7 separate regions of the Mus musculus genome follow, and regions 1, 2, 4, 5, 6 and 7 are each linked to region 3. The links are chromatin contacts, called in public Hi-C, HiCAR-type, HiChIP or PLAC-seq and promoter capture Hi-C maps. All regions are on one chromosome and are shown on one strand. Each heading gives the region's core, a stretch centred on a gene start, on an enhancer-like site or on the middle of the called end of the contact. The rest is flanking DNA. Distances are from core to core; before and after follow the strand shown.

Region 1 (2,700 bases), core at 28-2,527, 780 kb after region 3:
TAAAATGACTCTGGACATACGTTCCAGAGAGCATAGGAGATTCCTTCCCAAACTGTTTTCTCTAGAGAAACATCTTTGGTTTCACATTCTCCCATACATTTCGTATCCAGTTCAGCATTCAGTCTGGAATGCTCAAGCTCCCAAATACATTATGAATCAATTCTCTTAATTTCCATGTTTCCACCACTGTCATCTCTCATGGCCTTAGCAACAGCCCTTTAACTACCTTCTTTTATCCAGCAGCAATTTTTTTAAATGTAAATTAAGGTTTGGTCATTCATTACACTTCAGGGAAGTAATACAAAGGCCAAAACCTTGCTATTTCTGCAACTCCAAGACTTCTTTCTCGTCTGCCTTTTGTTTAAAATGTTACCCACAAGGCAGTTCCTTCTCCCATTCTCTTTTCCTCTTAAACCTGGAAGAGGCCTTCTCACCACACCATTCAGCTTCTGGGGCAGCTGCTATTCTCTGCATTCATTTACTTATTAATGAAAAGTTCAGAAACAAGACTTCCTTCATTTTGTCATTTGCTCATCTTAGTAATGAAACTAGCCTTCATCATCACCTGAAGTCTGATTCCTACATCCGGGATCGTTTGGGTGGCCTTTCTCAAGGCCAGCACCTCTCCAGCCTCCTACAACTGCCCCGTCGCCTTCCATTTATAATCGAAAAGTCTGAAGGGTCCCAGGCAGGATCTCTCCCACGTGCCAGTTCCCTTAGGCAGGTCTCCCGAGGCCAGCAGCGATGACACCAGTCGCCCTCGCGAGGCTGGGGTCATACAGGCGCGTCTCCTAGCAACCCCACACCGGCATCTCATCCCTGGCCCTGGGAAGCCAACCCCTTTCCCCAGTCCCCCGCGACTGGAGCCGGCGTCTCCATCCTTACACTCACTCAGCGTCACTCCTGCTTTTCCCCACCCACAGGAGCCGGCTGGGAAGAGGCGGTGCCAGGAGCTCTGCCGAGCCTTGGCCACACCGGGCTGTATCCAGCAGGTCCAGTAGGCCAGGCCGGGCCAAACCACCGGGCGGACCGCTGTGTTAGCATGAGGCCCAGGTTAGAGGTCGTCTCAAACCTCCTGAAACTTCCAGATTTAGCCGACTCCCCGCCGCACTCAACAACTGAGCTAACCTCCCTCTCCTCCAGCCTTCCCTTTCACCCTTTCGTTATCCCCTTGCCCCATTTCTAGTCAGAAAATGGCCTGGCCCAGCTCCTAGCCCACCCTCCGCCGCTCCCCGCCTTGCCCTTACTTGGAGACGGCTTCGGACGTCCTCGCGTACGTCGTGACGTCACCCTCCTCGTTCCTGTCCCCGCCCCTCTCCCATTCTCTCCCTCCTCGAGCCAGCGGCCGGCGGGGTTACCGGAAGTGATGATGCAGGAGGCAATGGAGGGGGCGGGGCTTCGGGGCGGCCGCCGCCGGTGGGCTGCAGATGAGGAGGAGGCGGCGGCCGCGGTGGCAGAAAAGGCGGCGGCGGCGGGGGTAGGGAGCCTGGAAACGCAAGCGGGGATGGTAGGTAGTTTGGACCCGCCGGGCCGCCGTCGTTTCCAGAAAGGGTTTGACTGGAGGAACCTCTGGAGCAGCTGTGAGTTTGGAGGGGGGGAGTTGAGGAAAAGGGGGGAGCGTTGAGAGATGAAGGGGCGGGGGTTCGGTTCCTTCGAGAAAGGGGGTGGTGGTGGAAAGGGAGGAGTGCATATCAGCGCCTTGTCTGGACTGGTCCCTCTGGAAGAAGAGGCTGTGAGGGGAGCCTGTGGCTTGTCAAGCGCAAGGCTCCGAAAACTTACCTACTGTCCCTGCCTGTCCATCGCCAGCACCCCTCAATCCCGGGCCTGGGGACCTGGGGCTGTAGATCCCCGGGGAGGGTCTGCAGACTCTGAGCTGAAAGTCCAGGGTAAGAGCCGTGAGGTAGGAGCCCAAGGGGGAGGTGGTGGGTGAATCTGCAGCTCCCTCCCTGATTTTTCTCCCCACCCCCATCCTTTTCTGTAATCGTTAACAGCTCTGGAATTAAGGGGCTCAGACCTGAAGGCCTTTCAGTGCACCTTTGCTATAAACGATAACCATCTGTGCCTGAGGTAATGGGGCTGGAGGGTTTGCCTATATCCTGTTTAGGAAGTGGGACGGGATGACAAATGTATTGTTTTTTCCATCCCCATCTCTTATCTCCCCTCATACACACCTCTGTTTCATACTTTAATTCTCTGTGGTTAAGTGGCAGTCGTGGACACCCTCTCCCCTTTGTGGCACTTAGTACCTCAGCTACCTCTTTTGAATTTGGTGTTCAGCCTCTATCCCAGCTCCTAACTGCAAGCTTTGTAGTACTTCAGTTATGGTCTGTGTCACATTGGGGAGTACCTCACAACGCCGCCTGGCTCCCGATTATAATGAACATTTTCTTTTATGAATACTAGAATTCCAGAGCTCTTCCAAGGCATCATAAGTGGCTTCATAGCCCAGGAATCAAGGTCTCTCGCTCTAAATACTTTATATGTGAGGAATTTACATGTTGTCAACTCTTTCCAAAAATGATTTGATGTTAGGCTAATTCTGGATTTCTGTGTTTCTCTCCACCCACACTTCATGATGCACTTCAGAGAACAGAAAACCCTATATTACTGTTTTTGTTTCTACAGTTGGACAATAGCTCTTTTATGCCTGTCTCGATTTGTATGTCTTACAATCAGCTTGATTTTTTTATCTTATTTAGC
Region 2 (2,700 bases), core at 22-2,521, 520 kb after region 3:
TTTCTTCTGCAAACAAAAACACTGATGAAAATATTTAGGTGGATAAGTTGCCTGTTGAAATTGTAATGCCCCTCAAGTATTGATAGAGCTTAATTTAGTCACATAAGTTTCAAGCTACTGAAAGCCCCATTTTTTTCTGCCAGAAAAAATAAAGACAGAATTGTTATTGTACCATCTGGTTTACATGAGGAATCTCTTGGCGTTTCTTAACAGCACATTTTATAAATGCCAAATCCCAGATGGCATACATTGTAACAGTGGGGACTTTTCTAAAGGCTTCAAAAAACAAATCCTTTAAAATTTGAATACTGGCTAGTCTAAGCAAGGACAATGAATTTAAATTCTAATGAACGAGCTGGCTTTGTTGGCAGGACAAATTCCCCCCTTCCTTTCACATTTTTTTCTCCTTCCTCATTTGTCACTGGCCTTATGACCTGGAAATTTCAATCAACAGCATTCTGCCACAAGTGAGTCACTTATATAAATCAATGACCTGAGCCCTCACTCAAAGCTCCAACTCAAAGCTCTAAATAAACTGCAGAAACAATGGTGACCCTGAGTGTCTGCAAGTCTACACCTGTACTATGGGGCTCACAAACAGGCCCCAAATCAGGCTTGAGCACCGAAGCAGACCTCACTGGAAGAACCAGGGTAAGGGATTTATCACTACGACTTTTTTTTTTCCTGCACCTGATACAAGATGCAACTGAAGTCAGCCATTGGGAGTGGGAGTGTACATGAACCATAAAGAGAATGGAAAGCCCAAAACCTAAAACAACTAGAACCAGAGAAAACAGGAACCCCTGTCCACCCCCTCTCCCCTCCCCCTCCCCTCCCCCCTCTTGTCCCAGGTCTTACCTGAAACTGTGATGATGCTGACCTCTGTAGGATAAGCCTCTGCCTCCTGGGACCAAGCTTACATGCATCTGACTCACCTGACTCCGAATTTAGCAAGGAGGAGCTGCAGCTGCTAACTAGATGAACTTGCATCTTGGCCACAATCCACATGGTCTCCATAATGCTGGGAATCAAATGCCCTTCGTTGGTGGTATAAACATGGCCTGTGGGTGTGTTTGGTTTAGTGGGTGTAGGATTTTAAAGATATTATATAAGCAAAACACTAATCCTTAAATTGAAGAAACTTAATAGACTCTGGGTACTTATGATGAAAAGCTGACGGGCATAGCAATGACCTTTGCTTGAGCTTTAACAGCACCGGGGCTTCCCAGGCCCGTTGTAGTCTTCACTGTCCCGGGCTGGAATCCTGCTCTGGTGGGCAGTTAGTCAACTGTCAGTTTTCACCATTCAGAGAAAGCTGTCTCCTTACATCCAGCCTACTTCACACACAGATTCTGGGGGGTATCAAGGAGCACTGTCAGATGCCTTATAAAAAGTTGTTTTATTTCATATTTTTACCAGCTAAACAGCTTATTATTTTTTATCGTGAAAAAATGCTAACACTAATAGGCCAAACAATCCTCCATTCTCATTTTATTTTCTCATTTTTGTCAAGGTAAACACGGTGCTATTATCTATCACCGATGACAGCTTCAGGCAAGAGGTGCAACTTCAGGGACTAGAACTTTAATTTAAAAAGCCACAAAGGAGAAAAAAAAAAGAACAAGAACAGGAGGAAATCAGACAGGACAGACCTGGAGACAAAAAGCCTCATTTTGTAACCCAAAGCCCTGCCAGACCTTAAGCTGACTCCAGAGGCTGGACATTTAACATCAGAACTAGAGGAGATGGGAACCCATGGAGGCCTCGAGTGAGAAGGTAGAGATGAACACTCAATAAAACAAGGCCACCCACACCAAGACTGAGGAGGCAGGACAGAAAGGCAGGAACATTAGGGGATGCAAGGAGGGGAAGGAACCCTCCCTCTGGACTCTCTCAGCAGCTGAAACTAAGGAATTCCTGCACAATTGACAAAATGAGCTGTTACGGTCACCTATATGGAAACAATATTCCTTTTATACAGAGATCTCACATGAGGATGCTAAAGTGGCAATGAGACATGCTTAGGGCCTAGGCATGTGTGATGGTTTGTATATGCTTGTCCTAACGAGGGGCACTATTTGGAGGTGTGGCCTTGTAGGAGTGGGTGCGTCACTGTGGGTGTGGGCTTTAAGACCCTACTCCTAGCTGCCTGAAAGCCAGTATTCTGCTAGCAGCCTTCAGATGAAGAGGTAGAACTCTCCACTCCTCCTGCATCATGCCTGCCTAGATGCTGCCATGTTCCAGCCTTGATGATAATGGACTGAACCTGTAAGCCAGCCCCAAATATATGTTGCCCTTTTTAAGACTTGCTTTGGTCATGATGTCTGTTCACATCAATAAAACCCTAACTAACACAGCATATAAGACCTTTCTCCATTCCTGCAACCTCCTGAAAATTTCACAAACAAAACTATACGTTTCATTAATAGGAAAAATAAAAGTATTTTTAATTGAAAATAGATTCTTCTTTCATATCCCGACCTCAGTTTCCTTCCCTCCACTCCTCTTCTCCCAGATCCACTCCTCCTCCATCTCCACTTCAGAAAAGAGCAGATCTCCAAGAAAGGACAGCCAAACTTGGCAAAGCACGATACAGTAAGACAAGGCAAAAAGCCCTCAGATAGAGGCAGGACAAGGCAACCTGACAGAAGGAAAGAGTCCCAAGAGAAGGCAAGAGTCAGAGACATACTGCTCCCATTG
Region 3 (2,700 bases), core at 190-2,689:
CTTCCCCGAGCTGCCTTGCCTTGCTCGTGGGCATTCCAGCCACTACCTACAGGGATTCCACCTAAAAGATCTTTTTCCAATAAGGATCTCTCTACTCAACAGTGCGAACCTTTCTTTGCTCCTAAGCATGTGATACTTAGAAAGTCTCACAAAGGAGTCTCTACACATACAGTCAGAGTAAAAACAACGGTGATAATGAACTGAATGTCTGTTCACACATATAGTCAAGTACACTGTCTGGAGTCAGCAACACTTTCAGAAACAGCCCACAGGTATTACCAAACTCCACATGATTCCCAAACTCTCTTTTTATGTGTTACAATTAACAGCTCTGCTAAAACTCTACAGCCAAGACAAGTGGAATTCTTCAGTGTTATGTTAATAACCAGTACATCTGGCAGCATGATTTTGTGTTACTAGGTCTAGGTTAGAGAGGAAGAAGAAAGCAACAAATGTCCCAGCTACCGTTTTGTTTTGTTTTGTTTTAAGAGCTAAAAATATTGCTGGATAAATTGAGAACCCTATGCGGCACTTAAGAAGTTTGACAGCACAACGATACATTTTATAAGAAATCATTTGAAGGGTCCCACTCCTCATTCCCCTTCACCTTCGCTGAACAAGCAGTTCAAATACAAGACCGTTCCTTAATTCTGAGCAGTTCTCCTGACAGCTGTGTACATTAATTAAAGGTTTGGTCTCGCAGGTCTAGGTGAGAAAGAGAGAAGCAAGGGAGGGCTGGAGCTGAGAACCCTGCCAGCGCATTCACCTGGGATACCCTTCGGAAAGATGCCCGCCTCTTTCTTGAGGACACCCCACACACACACACACACACAGACACCCGCCTCCAGCGCCAACGTTCCAGCAGGCACTGCCTCTGGGGCTGCCTGCGACTCTAATGTGTTATTTAATTTTCTAACTACTATTAAGATATCTCCAGCGCGCGCGTGTGTGCGTGAGATGCGCTGGAATGAAAGATGCTCCATAAAATGAAGTTTATTATTAGTATTATTATAGCTCCCCCCAGGCCTAAAAATAAAGCAAAGACTATAACCACAGACACTTCAAAGGGGAAAGGGGGAGCCACGGCAAACAGCCTCCGCCGGCCCCCCCACCCCGGCGCCGACCTTTAACCCTCGGGATCGCCGACCCGGGGGACCGCCACCCTCCCGGCCCGCGCACGCCGCTCACCCGCCGACTCCCCGGTGTTGATCCAGTCCGGGTTGGCGATGCTGGCGATGGCGAAGATATCGGCGGCCAGAAAGAGACATCCTGAGATGATGGTCAGTTTATCCATCGCCCCGCCCCGCTCCCCCCACCCCCCACCGCAGGGCAGGCCGCGGCCTCACTCCTCGCGCCCCATGGGCCGCCGGGCCCCGGGGTCCCCGCGCCGCCGCCCTCGGCCCTCGGCCCGCGCCGCGCGCTCGCGCCCTCCGCGCCGGGACCCGCAGCCGCCGCCCGCCCCGGAACTGCTCGGCCCGCCCGCCCCTCACCCGGAAGCGAAACCGCGCGCCGGCCGGCGGCGCCCAGGACTGCCCTGCAGAGCCTTCCCGAGGGGGCGTCGGCTCAGCCCGGCGCTCGGGGCTGCTACGGTGGTTCGGGTCGGAGACCCCTGAGATCTTAAAGATTTGTCCAGTGAGAATTAGGTGCAGACTGTTCCAGAGACAAGGAAACAGTCACTGGGGAGAGAGAAAGTGGATGTCAGGTTCAGGGACCTGCAGAACGGCCCGTGTGACTAGAGAGTGAGTGGCAGGAGAAAAGGTAGGCAGAGGCCAGAGGTGGCATTCGGGGTGGGCACGCGCCTACGAATCCCAGCTCTCGGGAAGCGGAAGCTGGAAAGACACCAGTTCCATGACAACCTAGGCTAAACAGGGAGATCCTGTCTTTAAATTCACCAAATGTGTATTTGGATTTTGTTCCAGATGCAATGGGAAGGAACTGGAGGATTTTCGACCAGGATAGTGACATGACCTTATTTGGTTTGTGAAGATCTGTGGTATAAATAGATTATAATGGGGGGAGGGGCAGCGAATGTAGGGACACCAGAAATGGCCCCGCAGTCTAAGACAGAGAATTGTGGTTTTTAGTTATGGTAGTCAAGAAAGAGAAAAATGAGCAGATGTGTGTGTTTTGCAGACAGAAGGAAGAACTTGCTGATAACAGAGAAAGCGATGAAGAATAACCTGAAATGTTTGTTAGTTTGCCCCTACCAGGTGTTTAGTGATATTTACAGAGTAAGGTTGTGGGGAGAGCCTTAGATTTAGTGCATAAACAGGAAACAATAATATGAATTGTTATAATAACAGGATTTGTCTACGATTTTGCTACCCCCTGGAGGTTTCCTTCCACCGTGGCTCTCTGCTAAATCACCATTAACCCTGACTTTATATCCATCTCTTTCTTAGCACTCCATAGAGCAAATGGAGATGATTTTTCTACTTAAGTACCACCTAAGCTATCTCTAGAAAGACCTAGAAGAGCGACTTTTGTCTCTATTTTTGGGATGCCTACATGTCCACAAAACTCAGGAGGTTTCAAATTCCACCAAATCCAGCATCCTTTCGTAATGGGCACCAGTGCCACCACGTAGATTGGGGAAAATGGAGTTGATTGCTGGTCTAAAGACTTTTCAGCCCAAACATTGGTCTCTTGGGGCAAGTATTTTTTTAAAAGTGCATATTTAATTACATAATTTATTTTTCC
Region 4 (2,700 bases), core at 132-2,631, 920 kb after region 3:
AATCTTTCACAAGTACATTGGTGTAGCCACTGATAACTTACTCGTGTTCAAGGAAATAGCCACCCACCCATGCTCATGCAAAAACCCTCATTAAACTCGGGGAGTACAGAACAGATGTGAGAGTAGGAGTGGGAGGGCCTTCTCAGGGAGAAGAAGGGGCTTGGGGGGAGCTGGAGGGAGGTGGAAGAGAGAAATAAAGGGTGATATGATCAAAATACATTAGGTATGTATGCAATTGTCAATGAATATGCTTTTAAAAAGGACTTATCTCAATGAACATTTTTAGAAGTCACATTTTTAAAAAGAACAGAAAATTGATCAATCAGTTGGGACTTAAAATGATCTTAAGCATTTTTTTAATAGAAAAAGGAATGTCAACACCCCTTCATCAAATCCATACTATTTCTTTCTTCCCAACAAGGGCTCAGTCAGTTCCTGCCTTTTACAATGCTCTTGTCTTACAATGTCCACTTTCCTATCTGTAAAATCCCTTGCAGGTGAAAGAAAAGATCACTTCTGCATGGCAAATCTAGATTTTACACTAAGCCATGAAATCTTGCTAAGAAAAATTCTAAGAGAGGCACCACTGTCTGGATGGATGTGCTTTTGAAAGAACTTAAAGTCTCATCTGAAATAAGAACTTTGGGTCCATATAGACGGCAGGGCAGAGGGATCTTCCATCTTTCCACATCTCCACAAAGCCCTTCCCCCTGATTAGCCCAAATAACAACGGCAGATACACAGCCTCAAAGCAAAGTACAACTCCATGGTTCTCATCCACAAAAAGACCTTGTCTTAATTCCCACCCTCAATATACTGCTTTAGATTATCCCTTGTCCTGGAGAGAAGACGTTTTCAAGAGGTAGTTTGTGTACTTCTGGATAGTTAGAAGATGAACTTCCATCTGTCATTGAGCAGGGTTCAGTCAAGCTCCTACTCGCTTTTTTTTTTTTTTCCAAAACATTTTATCATGGAAACATACGAAGCCATTATTAAAACCCAAATCTCACCAAAAAGCCTAAGCTGAAAACTCAGCTGCCCTGCCAGCCATGTCCTGGGGGTGCTCTCTCCCAACCTCCTCCTCAGTGCTCCCATGGCAGCTGAAAGACTCTGAGTTTAGAAACCCCTCTGCCACCCATGGCTTCACAGAGCATTTTCTGAAGTTGCTGGTATTGTTTGCTGAACATTTATAAAGAAAACCTGCACTGTTGCAGGAAGTCTTACCCAGGAAAAGAAATTGGATCCTCACTAAAGATACTGCTTCCCACACAGCTGGAGTGATAGTAGACCCGCTTAATGGAAGAGAAAGCCAACTTCTCACCTCTGCTTTAGTGTTGGTGGTGGATCAAAGTGGACGGAGTTTGACGGAGGAGTCAGACTGGCCGGCAGTGCCTTTCCTTAATTGGTGGATATATTGGTGGGAGGAGCGTGAATGTTTACATAACCCTGGCCTGTCTTACTTAACCTTCTTAACAGGTAATGTTATCTGTACACACAGCAGAGTTTTAGTAGGCTGGGAAGGCAGTGCGTGTGCTTTTACTAGGAGGGAAAGGCTTGCTGAAAAGCAACCGGAATCCGGGGCTTACACATGCCTCACTCAGCCCTTCAGAGGTGGAGGCAGTGTTTCTCAGCTTGCCAGTGATTCAGAGAAGTGTAACAAGCCATGGTGTCTTCTCTGACCCAGACCTCACCGCTCGGCCTTCCTGCTCTGCTGTAGTCACAGCAGCCCCGCTGCTTGCCTAAGACACAGGCGTGTTCCAGCCTAGAGATCCTTGAGCTCCCGGCCTGTAACTCTTCCCACGGCCAAAGCCTCATTTGGTGAGATATCCTATCCCAGGCCTTTCTTCCCAACCTAGAAATCTTCATTGATTTTTTTCCTGCTTTTAACTTTTTTAAAAAAATTTTTTTTTCATTTCTGAACACCGACTTTGAAAATAAGAACTTTGCTTTATTTACTGATGGATCCTCAGTGTAGATATTAACTAGTAACAAATGTTAGCCATCTAGTAAATGTTTCATGTGATATGTGAACAGATGGCTCTTCCAATTGTATATGATAAAAATCCAACTCAAATTTAACTCAAATTCCAACTTAAATACTGGAATTAATAAGCTGGGCACGTTGGCCCATACTTTTAATCTCAGTGCTTGGGAGGCAGAGACAGGTGGATCTCTGAGAGTTTAGGGCTAGCCTGGTGTACACAGTGAGTTCTAGGACAGCAATGGCTTTCATAGATAAGAGCCTGTCACACAAGCAAGCAAGCAAGCAAACAAAAAATGAATTGGTCCCCTTTTAAAAATTGATCTTTTACAAATTTGATTTCTGGAAATTTACTATGTAAATAGTCACACTGTGTGTGAAGAGTGAGTTTTATTTCATCCTTTCAGATCTTTATGCTGTTTTTCTTTGCTCTGCTCCACTCCGCTCTGCTCTGCATTGCTTTGCTTTGCTTTGCTTTGCTTTGCTCTGCTCCGCTCCGCTCCGCTCCGCTCCGCTCTGCATTGCTTTGCTTTGCTCTGCTCTGCTCCGCTCCGCTCCGCTCTGCATTGCTTTGCTTTGCTTTGCTTTGCTTTGCTCTGCTCTGCTCCGCTCCGCTCCGCTCTGCATTGCTTTGCTTTGCTTTGCTTTGCTTTGCTTTGCTTTGCTTTGCTTTGCTTTGCTTTGCTTTGCTTTGCTTTGCTTTGCTTTGCTCTGCTCCG
Region 5 (2,700 bases), core at 67-2,566, 580 kb after region 3:
ACACTACAGAGCCTAGTATGCACACCTCCATCACACCAGCTAAAGATTCTCTCCCCTTGGTCAGGGGAGAACCAACGTCAGCACCATTATTTATGTTGTTAAAGCAGCAGCTCCGAGTTAGTGCTGAATTTAGATGGCCCCAGGCTTCAGTTTACCTAATCACATTTCTACAGCGGGCTACAAGTCAAAATACACCATTACAACTCGTCTTTGGCCTGGGAAACATGCAAATGCCACGGAACCGGTCTGGGGAGTCTGCTGAAAGCTAGGGTAGGAAGAATGCGGAGGAGGACCGCAGTCAGGCACACTCATCTACCTAGCCACCAATTTTCTGACCATCTACTCCTTCTAGGGTCCTCTTCAGAGCAGCATCACAGGGAAGGTGGGAAGGCACCACCCCAACCAGCCTAGAGGTGCCCCGCCTACTCTCCGTTTTAGGGGGCCTAACCAGGTTCTCTAAGATCGTGCTCCGCCCCTTCTAAGATTCCAAATAAAGCTTTGCCTCCGGACTCTCGCGTCTTGCAAGCAAACCGCCACCGCGAACGTTCCAGCTGCGGGTCCGGTCGAATCCCCAGATGGGGGCAGGCCTTCGGGGCGCCTGGGAATCTATCCTGGTCCCCATTTCCGATGAGGGTTGAGACTTTCTGTTCTAAGGCTAGGGATCCATGGAGGAAACCGGTGTGATGCAGATGGGGGTCTGATCACGACTACGGGGCATAGAAACTAGGAGATCCGAACTCAGGGGAATTGGGCATCTCGTCACTGATCATCTGGGGCAAACCCACCTTTGACACCTGTAGCTCCCTCCTGCTGTGGCGAATAGCACCCTTGTTGACCAATCCTAGGGAAAAGGTGCGGACGCCGAGACAAGACTTTATTTACATCTTCCCATGCACGTTTCCCAAGAGGAAGTAGGACCTCTGCGTGGGTTGGCATTGGTGGCCTTCCCCGCACGTCCCCCACCTCCGGCCCCCAATCTAGCTACTAGTGGGTAAGCACGGGATGGCTGGAAATGGTGGATGAGATCTCCCCATGAGCTCCTACCCGCGCCCAGCAACTCCAGGCGACAAAGTTCATCACCAACCCAGAAGCCGACGGCAACAACAGGCGAAGGAAGCTAGTGCTTTTCTCCCGCGACCGCCCCTGAACTCCTCCGCTTCCCAGGCCGAGCTGGGAGGCTTCAGCCAGCCGGGGTCCTCTACTCCACACCCCATCTTTGCTCTCACCTGGTGCTGGCTGCCGCGAAACCCCGCCCTGCAGCCACAGAGGGCGCAAAGCGAAGTGGAAGGAAGACAAGAAGGGACGCAGGCCTGATTAGGGGTGAAAGCTGGACCTCCTCCTCCTCACCAGCAAGCGCTCTTCCTCTAAGGCCGAAGCCCCGCCCTTTCTGCCCCGCCCCTCGCAGAGGCTCCGCCCCTCGACTCTTCCTTGCTGAGCTCTGACGCTGACCATCTGTCCAGGCTTGGGTCCCCGCCCTGCCTACCCAGCCCGACTGGGAAGGATCCGGTATCTAGATGGCTAGCCGCGCGGCTGCCACCTTTGCTAGGCCACCCTGCTTCTTCTTCCTACACACTCTAGGAACAACCCCCACAAACTTCTGGATTCTAGAGGATGACTAACGAGTAAATGAGCGCTTGGAGACAGTCTCTTCCTACAGCAGTGGCTTGGAGTGAAAGTTCTGGGGCCACATCTTAGGAGAACTGGCAACCAAAGAAGGGGTTTTAGAGACAGAACTAGTTCTGGATTTGCCCCCAGAGTTCAAGTCATACCAGTCAATCAGTTAGGTACCTCCTGTACTGGAAGGTCCTAGTCATTACGCAAATGCAAGTGTTAGCAGTTAGAGAATCTTAGAGATGGATTATCTCCGTTTTACAGTTTTGAAGACAAAAACGAAGGAAGAGCTAGAAGGATTAAGTTCACAAATAAACTCAAATCCTCGTCTCAAGGACCCGTGATAGAGACACCCATGTTTGCTGGTTCCAAGTCTGAGGTGCCTCGTTCGTTACTCAATGTCAATACTGGCATTTAAGATGGGATGAATCTGTTTCTGAGATGTCCTGTGAGCACTGTGGGCTGCTTGGTAACATTCCTGGGCTCCACCCACGAAATAAAAACAAACACATTAACAGCCCCTCCCAGCTGTGATAACTTAAAATGCTTCCCAGGGGTTGGGGATGTGGCAAGGTCAGAAGCACTGTCTTTGAGCTTAGAGCAGAAAACTACAGGCTGGGGCTGTGGAGGCCCCATCTCAGGGCCCAAGTCTGGCTACGACTGTGTGACTGTGTGCTGAAATTACCTTTCTGAGCCACGTCTTCTTTACCCATTAAATGGGGAGAAGGGCAAGCCCAGGTACTTGTCTGCTACTAAACAGGTCTGTCTTAGTCAGGGTTTTACTGTTGTGAACAGACACCATGACCCAGGCAAGTCTTACAAAAAACAACATTTAGCTGGGGCTGGCTTACAGGTTCAGAGGTTCAGTACATTATCAAGGTAGGAGCATGGCAGCATTTAGGCAGGCATGGCACAGGCAGAGCTGAGAGTTCTATGACTTCATCCAAAGGCTGCTAATGGAAGACTGACTTCCAGGCAACTAGGGTGAGGATCTTAAGCCCACACCCACAGTGACACACCATTCCAACAAGGCCACCTCTCCAAATGGTGCCACTCCCTGGTCCAAGAATATACAAACCATCACATTCC
Region 6 (2,700 bases), core at 96-2,595, 840 kb after region 3:
TGGTCTGCAAGTAGAAAAATGCAAATAGATCCAAATCTATCATTCTGCACAAAATTAAAGTCCAAGTGGATCAAAGACTTCAAGATAAAACGGATATACTAAATCTAATAGGAGAGAAAGTGGAAAAGAGCCTGAAATGGATTGGCATAGTGTGGGAAGCCGTTACAGAGTGGCAGTTAGAGTGGCAGTTACAGAGTGGCAGTTACAGAGTGGCAGTTGCAGAGTGGCAGTTGGCTACAGCTGGCCACCACACATACATAGCCAGTAAAGGTTCTTTTGCCAAGGTGAGGTTTTGAGAATTGACAAAAGTTAACCAATCAGATGAGAGACAAGTTAACCAATCAGATGAGAGACAAGTTAACCAATCAGATGAGAGACAAGTTAACCAATCAGATGAGAGAGAACGCCTGTCCTAGGCCTATAAAAGCAGCACCAGTTCTGGGCTCGAGGTCTTTTCGCCTCTACAATCAAGCTCTCCCAATAAACGTGTGCAGAAGGATCCTGTTGCAGCGTCGTTCTTCCTGGCCAGTCGAGCGCGCGCAAGAGCATAGGGGAAATTTTTTCTGAACAGAACACCAAAATGGGATCTCATGAAACTGAAAAGCTTCTGCAAGGCAAAGGACACTGACATAAGACAAAGAGCAGCTTACAGAATGGGAATAGATCTTCACCAACCCTACATCTAACAGAGGGTGATATCCAAATATATAAAGAACTCAAGGAATTAGACATTAACAAACCAAATAATCCAGTTAAAAAATGAGGTACAGAGCTAAACAGAGAGTTCTCTACAGAGGACTCTAATGGCTAGGAAACAGTTAAAGAAGTGTTCAATATCAAGGAAGTGAAAATCAAAAGGACTCTGAGATTCTTACACTTGTCAGTATGGCTAAGATCAAATACTCAAGTGACAGTTCATGTTGGTGAAGAAATAGACCAAGAGGAACACTCAGCCATTGCTTGTGGGAGAGCAAACTTGTACAATCACTCTGGAAATCAATTTGGTGGTTTCTTAGAAAACAGGAAATAGTTTTACCTCAAGACCCAGCTACACTACTCCTAGGCATATACTCAAAATATGCTCCACCATACCACAAGGACACTTGTTCAACTGTGTTCATAGTAGCTTTAACCATAATAGCCAGAAACTGGAAACAATAGATATCCCTCAACTAAAGAAAAAATAAAGAAATGTGGTACATTTACACAATGAAATATTACTCAGCTATTAAAAACAATGAAATCATGAAATTTGCAGGGAAATAGAACTAGAAGAGGTCTTCCTGAGTGACGTAACCCAGATAGAAAGATAAAGTATGTACTCACTCAAAGTAAGTACTCATTTCTAAACCATGCTACAAACCACAGAGCCAAAGAAGCTAAATAACAAGTGAGGCCCAAGGGCGGATGCTTGAATCTCACTGAGAAGGGGAAATAAAACAGACACTGGGGATCAACTGACGGAGAAAACTGGGTACGAGAAGGGGTAGGGAGGATAACAGGAGGGATCAAGTATTGAGAAGAAAGAGGGAGAGAGAATTGGCACCTCTGAGAGAAGCTAGAAAGCTAGGAAAACGGAAGCTCCCAGCAATCTCTGAGGGTAACCCCAGCTAAGACTCCTTAGCAATAGGAGATATGGACCCTGAACAGGTCATCTCCAAGACTTCCAAAGTAGGGATGGCAACACAAACCTATCCACAAAACTTTTGACCTGTAATTTTTCCTGCCTATAATATGTGCAGGGAGCAGAGATCAATGGAACAGCCAACCAATAACTGGCCAGAGATCAATGGAATGACCAACCAATAACTGGCCCAACTTGAGACCCATGCCATGGGAGAGAGCCAATCCCGGACACTGTTAATGATAGTCTGCTGTACTTGCAGAGAGGAATCTAGGGTAACTGTCATCTGAGAGGCCTCACCCAGCAGCTGATGGAAAGAGATGAAGAGAGCCACAGCTAAGCATTGGGCAGAACATGGGGAGTCTTTGGAAGAGAGGGAGGAAGGATTAAAGGAGCCAGAGAGGTCAAGAAACCACAGGAAAACCTACAGAATCAACTAACCTGGGCCCATAAGGACTCACTGAGCTTGAACCACTAAGCAGAGAACATGTATGGGATAGACATAGTTCCTCAGGGCCTTCTCTGACTCTGTTGCCTGCCTTTGGATCCCTTTCTCCTAACTGGGCTGCCTTGTCTAGCCTCAATAGAGGAAGATACACCTAGTCCTAGTACAACTTGATACACCAAGACAAGCTGATATCTATAGGAGGCCACCTCTTCTCTGAGGAGAAAGGGAAGAGAGCATGGGGTGGGGGAGAAGGAGAGACTGGGAGAAGAGGGAGAGGGAAGCTGTGATCAGGATATAAAGTAAATAAATAATAAAAAAAAAAAAACAGTATACAAAATTTACTCCAAGAGACTGGGAAATTAGAATAAGAAAAGTGCTGGCAGTGGTGGCACACACCTTTAATCCCAGCACTCGGGAGGCAGAGTTCTGAGAAACTTTCTGAGTTCGAGGCCAGCCCGGTCTACTGAGTGACTTCCAGGACAGCCAGGGCTACAGAGAAACCCTATCTCGTAAAACCAAAAAATAAATAAGTAAATAAATAAATAAAATAAGAAAAGCAGGCCTACAGTACCTTTAATATACTAAATAACTTTTTCTTTAAAAAAAAAGAAAAAAGAAAGAAAATTGA
Region 7 (2,700 bases), core at 166-2,665, 940 kb after region 3:
ATCATCAGAGCTGTCCACAAAGGGAACAGAGGTTCAAAACAAAATGCTCTCTTGAGAATGAAGTGCTTGGCTTGCTGCTATAACCAGCAAGTGCCAGCAGTAATCAAATGGAGGAGGGCCCGACAGACAGGTCTACCTGGGCAAGCTGACCAGCACATCACAGTTTAAAAAGGAAGGTTATGAACGCTATGTTACAAGTCCCAACCAGGCAGTGTCAAGTGACATCTATTTCTTTGCTTGCTTTGTGATCATACCCCGTGGTGGTGTGACAGGTCTCGTGGCGTTGGGCTTCTTTTTCTCTGCAGGCTTTAAAATCTGGAAGGAACACATGAGGGTCTCATCCACACTCATCATGGCGCCTGCATTGTCAAACTCGCCACAGTAGTTGGGTGCAGAAAACAGAGTGACTAACTGCCTCTTTGCAAAAAACTCATAGCCATCTTCAACCACCTGATGGGCTCTACATATAAGATCCAAATCATGCTTATGGAGAAATTTTGCAACCACTTCTGCACCAAATGTGAAGGACACTCCTCTGTCATTTTCACCCCAGCCTAAGACATCTTTATCGGGGTCAGACCACAAAAGATCACAAAGAAGACCTTGATCTGGTACATCAGTTGGTCTCATAATTCGCCGAATCTGCTCCATAGATTGAAGATCTGGTGATAAACCTCCATGACAGCAGAATATCTTCTCGTCCACGATGGCTGCTATCGGCAAGCAGTTAAAACAGTCTGTGAACGTTTTCCACAGCTTAATGTTGTATCTTCTTTTACACTCATCATAAAATCCGTAGATCCTATTGATGCTGGCGCACTCGTGGTTCCCTCTGAGAAGAAAGAAGTTCTCCGGATACTTGATTTTGTAGGCCAGCAAGAGGCAGATTGTCTCCAGGGACTGCTTGCCCCTGTCCACATAGTCCCCGAGAAACAAATAGTTGCTCTCTGGAGGAAAGCCACCGTATTCAAACAGACGGAGCAAATCATAGTACTGCCCGTGGATGTCACCACATATCTTGAGTGGTGCTTCAAGTTCTAAAAGGATAGGCTGACTGAGGAAGATCTCCCGAGACTTCAGGCAGAGTCCTCGGATCTCGTTCTCCTGGAGCTGGACATTCTTGCCTGGCTTGGACCCTCTCACTTCCAGCAGCCGTTGGATGATGCTGTCGATGTTGAGTTTGTCGATATCCGCCATCGCCGTCCCGCCGCCGACCCTCCCGCAGCAGCAGCAGCAGCGGCGCCGCCGCCCGCTCGCCCCGGGGTCTCACTCGTCCTCCTTCCTCACGCCACGAGCCCCACGAGCGGTGGTGGCGGCGGCGGCGGTGGCAGCAGCAGCCGCGGCGGGTCCACCCCCCCCAGCCGCCCCGCTCCGCTCCGGGCTTCCTCCTCCTCTCGCCACTGGGAACCACGAGCAAGCTCCACGTTTTTGCTGATCCTCCCCTCCCCCCCCACCCCCGGCCCCTTGTGTACCCTTTCACTCCCAGTAGCCCCTCTTTCCTGTCTCATGTGTTTTATTACTTCTCCTTTGCTCAATCCTCTTTTTAATGTGCCCTTTCTAGTTTCAACACCTATATCCACATTTATGTACACAAATTTACATATCCATATATACATGTATTTATATAAACATCAAAAGTTAGATTTTATATTTATATATAAGGAAAAACATGCAGTGTTTGTTATTCTGAGTCTGGATTATTTTGCTCAGCATAAAATAATTCCAGATCCATCAATTCTCCTACAAGTTTGACAATTTCATTATGGCTAAATAAAATATTGTGTGTATGTAAAAAAGAAAGAAAGAAAGAAAGAAAGAGAGAGAGAGAGAGAGAGAGAGAGAGAGAGAGAGAGAGAGAAAGAAAGAAAGAAAGAAAGAAAGAAAGAAAGAAAGAAAGAAAGAAAGAAAGAAAGAAAGAAAGAAAGGAAGGCCGACCAGGGGCCATTGGCACACACCTGCAATTCCAGCACTAAAGAGGTAGAGAGCCAGGGAGATACCAGTCTGAGGGTGACCTTGGATACATTGTGAGGTGCCTATCAAAAAAAAAAAAATCCAACTCTATTTTATGCTGTCCATGTACTCACTGGAGCAGGTCAAATTCTTAGTGGTCAGTCCCCAAGAGAGGAGCCTTTCTCAGCCTGCATCTATGCTAGAAGCCATCAACCGAGGAGACCATGGAGGTCACTAGAGAGGGGAGTGACCAGCTCTTCTGCACTCATGCCACCTCCTGTACCACAGTGGTGTGGGCTGGTGAGGGACAGGGCCAGCTCTACCAGACCACATACATCTGCATGGGCTTCAGTACCATGGGCCTCAACATGGTCTCAGGGCCCCCTCCCACCTCATCCACCACCACCAGCACACCCTGTCCCAGGCATCAGGCAAGGTGCAGACTGCCTAAGACCACATTGATCTTATAACATGCCCGGGGCCATAGTATGGACCACAGATACCAACAAGGTCTCCAGTGGTATCGTTAACCACAGTGGTTCTTCAAGGAGGCCCAATTCACAAAGTGAACCTTTCTTCCTTTTTGGGCCTCTGTTGCTGCTCAGAGCCAAGGGGAATCCTAAGGCAGGAGGCAGTTTGGGGACTGAATCTGCATCTGCATAAGCTGATACCACTGGGTGATTGACTAAGAAACAGACGGACTGCTGCTCTGGTGGCAAGTAGCAAAGCTTTACTGATTTCTACAGCTTA

What was found. Promoter capture Hi-C pulls out the DNA fragments that hold promoters and counts their contacts. A called contact is a pair of places that touch in the nucleus more often than the background predicts. HiCAR-type assays count read pairs that join an accessible place to other places. HiChIP or PLAC-seq counts read pairs in DNA pulled down with a chosen protein or histone mark.
Region 1: a contact with region 3 is called in an H3K27ac HiChIP or PLAC-seq map of extraembryonic endoderm stem cells, with 6 times the contacts expected there. The contact joins the promoter of Lyrm1 here to the promoter of Mosmo in region 3. A contact is called at or near these places in 8 of 39 promoter capture datasets (the 3T3-L1 cell line, 3T3-L1-derived adipocytes, the C10 cell line and 5 more), 1 of 15 datasets of contacts at CTCF or cohesin (large pre-B cells), 2 of 484 Hi-C or Micro-C datasets (CD4 T cells and embryonic stem cells), 5 of 115 datasets of contacts at active chromatin or transcription factors (astrocytes, bone marrow-derived macrophages, extraembryonic endoderm stem cells and 2 more) and 2 of 9 other capture datasets (adipose tissue and liver).
Region 2: a HiCAR-type map of astrocytes shows a contact between it and region 3, with 2.1 times the contacts expected there. The contact joins the promoter of 4930505K13Rik here to the promoter of Mosmo in region 3.
Region 4: an HNF4G HiChIP or PLAC-seq map of pancreatic cancer cells shows a contact between it and region 3. The contact joins the promoter of Acsm3 here to the promoter of Mosmo in region 3. A contact is called at or near these places in 2 of 39 promoter capture datasets (the C10 cell line and neutrophils) and 3 of 115 datasets of contacts at active chromatin or transcription factors (the 230-238 cell line, large pre-B cells and pancreatic cancer cells).
Region 5: a contact with region 3 is called in a Hi-C map of bone marrow-derived macrophages, with 15 read pairs. The contact joins the promoter of Tmem159 here to the promoter of Mosmo in region 3. A contact is called at or near these places in 12 of 39 promoter capture datasets (the 3T3-L1 cell line, cranial neural crest, embryonic stem cells and 8 more), 1 of 484 Hi-C or Micro-C datasets (bone marrow-derived macrophages), 7 of 115 datasets of contacts at active chromatin or transcription factors (the NIH/3T3 cell line, bone marrow-derived macrophages, cardiomyocytes and 3 more) and 1 of 9 other capture datasets (embryonic stem cells).
Region 6: an H3K27ac HiChIP or PLAC-seq map of thymic regulatory T cells shows a contact between it and region 3, with 4 times the contacts expected there. The contact joins the enhancer-like site here to the promoter of Mosmo in region 3. A contact is called at or near these places in 10 of 39 promoter capture datasets (the HPC-7 cell line, HPC-7-derived erythroid cells, cranial neural crest and 7 more), 1 of 15 datasets of contacts at CTCF or cohesin (large pre-B cells) and 5 of 115 datasets of contacts at active chromatin or transcription factors (bone marrow-derived macrophages, pro-B cells, stem cell-derived neural progenitor cells and 1 more).
Region 7: a contact with region 3 is called in a promoter capture Hi-C map of neutrophils, with 4 times the contacts expected there. The contact joins the promoter of Ppp1ccb here to the promoter of Mosmo in region 3. A contact is called at or near these places in 5 of 39 promoter capture datasets (hematopoietic stem and progenitor cells, hippocampal neurons, liver and 2 more) and 2 of 115 datasets of contacts at active chromatin or transcription factors (large pre-B cells and stem cell-derived neural progenitor cells).

What each region holds. Positions count from the first base shown.
Region 1 is chr7:119,894,438-119,897,137 of GRCm38.p6, reverse strand. It overlaps Lyrm1 (LYR motif containing 1), which reads right to left and starts at 1,277. Exons shown (of 4, transcript NM_001285959.1): 1 at 1,248-1,277. It overlaps Dcun1d3 (DCN1, defective in cullin neddylation 1, domain containing 3 (S. cerevisiae)), which reads left to right and starts at 1,393. Exons shown (of 3, transcript NM_001163703.1): 1 at 1,393-1,580.
Region 2 is chr7:120,154,686-120,157,385 of GRCm38.p6, reverse strand. It overlaps 4930505K13Rik (RIKEN cDNA 4930505K13 gene), which reads right to left and starts at 1,271. Exons shown (of 3, transcript NR_130979.1): 1 at 1,194-1,271; 2 at 936-1,061.
Region 3 is chr7:120,676,359-120,679,058 of GRCm38.p6, reverse strand. It overlaps Mosmo (modulator of smoothened), which reads right to left and starts at 1,439. Exons shown (of 3, transcript NM_001164580.1): 1 at 1,189-1,439. The coding sequence starts at 1,294. It also overlaps a transcript of Pdzd9 not described here.
Region 4 is chr7:119,759,604-119,762,303 of GRCm38.p6, reverse strand. It overlaps Acsm3 (acyl-CoA synthetase medium-chain family member 3), which reads right to left and starts at 1,381. Exons shown (of 15, transcript NM_212442.2): 1 at 1,322-1,381.
Region 5 is chr7:120,101,042-120,103,741 of GRCm38.p6, reverse strand. It overlaps Tmem159 (transmembrane protein 159), which reads right to left and starts at 1,316. Exons shown (of 5, transcript NM_145586.1): 1 at 1,227-1,316.
Region 6 is chr7:119,834,851-119,837,550 of GRCm38.p6, reverse strand. All of the region lies in intron 15 of Rexo5 (RNA exonuclease 5), which reads right to left. Among named protein-coding and RNA genes, the nearest start is that of Rexo5, 42 kb to the right of the region's middle. Within about 2 kb of position 1,345, at least 52 of the 459 cell types and tissues checked have an H3K27ac peak or open chromatin away from gene starts, as enhancers often do. A contact at or near this core is called in the HPC-7 cell line and thymic regulatory T cells, where this site is marked.
Region 7 is chr7:119,738,625-119,741,324 of GRCm38.p6, reverse strand. It overlaps Ppp1ccb (protein phosphatase 1 catalytic subunit gamma B), which reads right to left and starts at 1,415. Exons shown (of 2, transcript NM_001370947.1): 1 at 255-1,415. The coding sequence starts at 1,197. It overlaps Gm39080 (a long non-coding RNA gene), which reads right to left. Exons shown (of 4, transcript XR_869910.2): 4 at 1,835-2,033.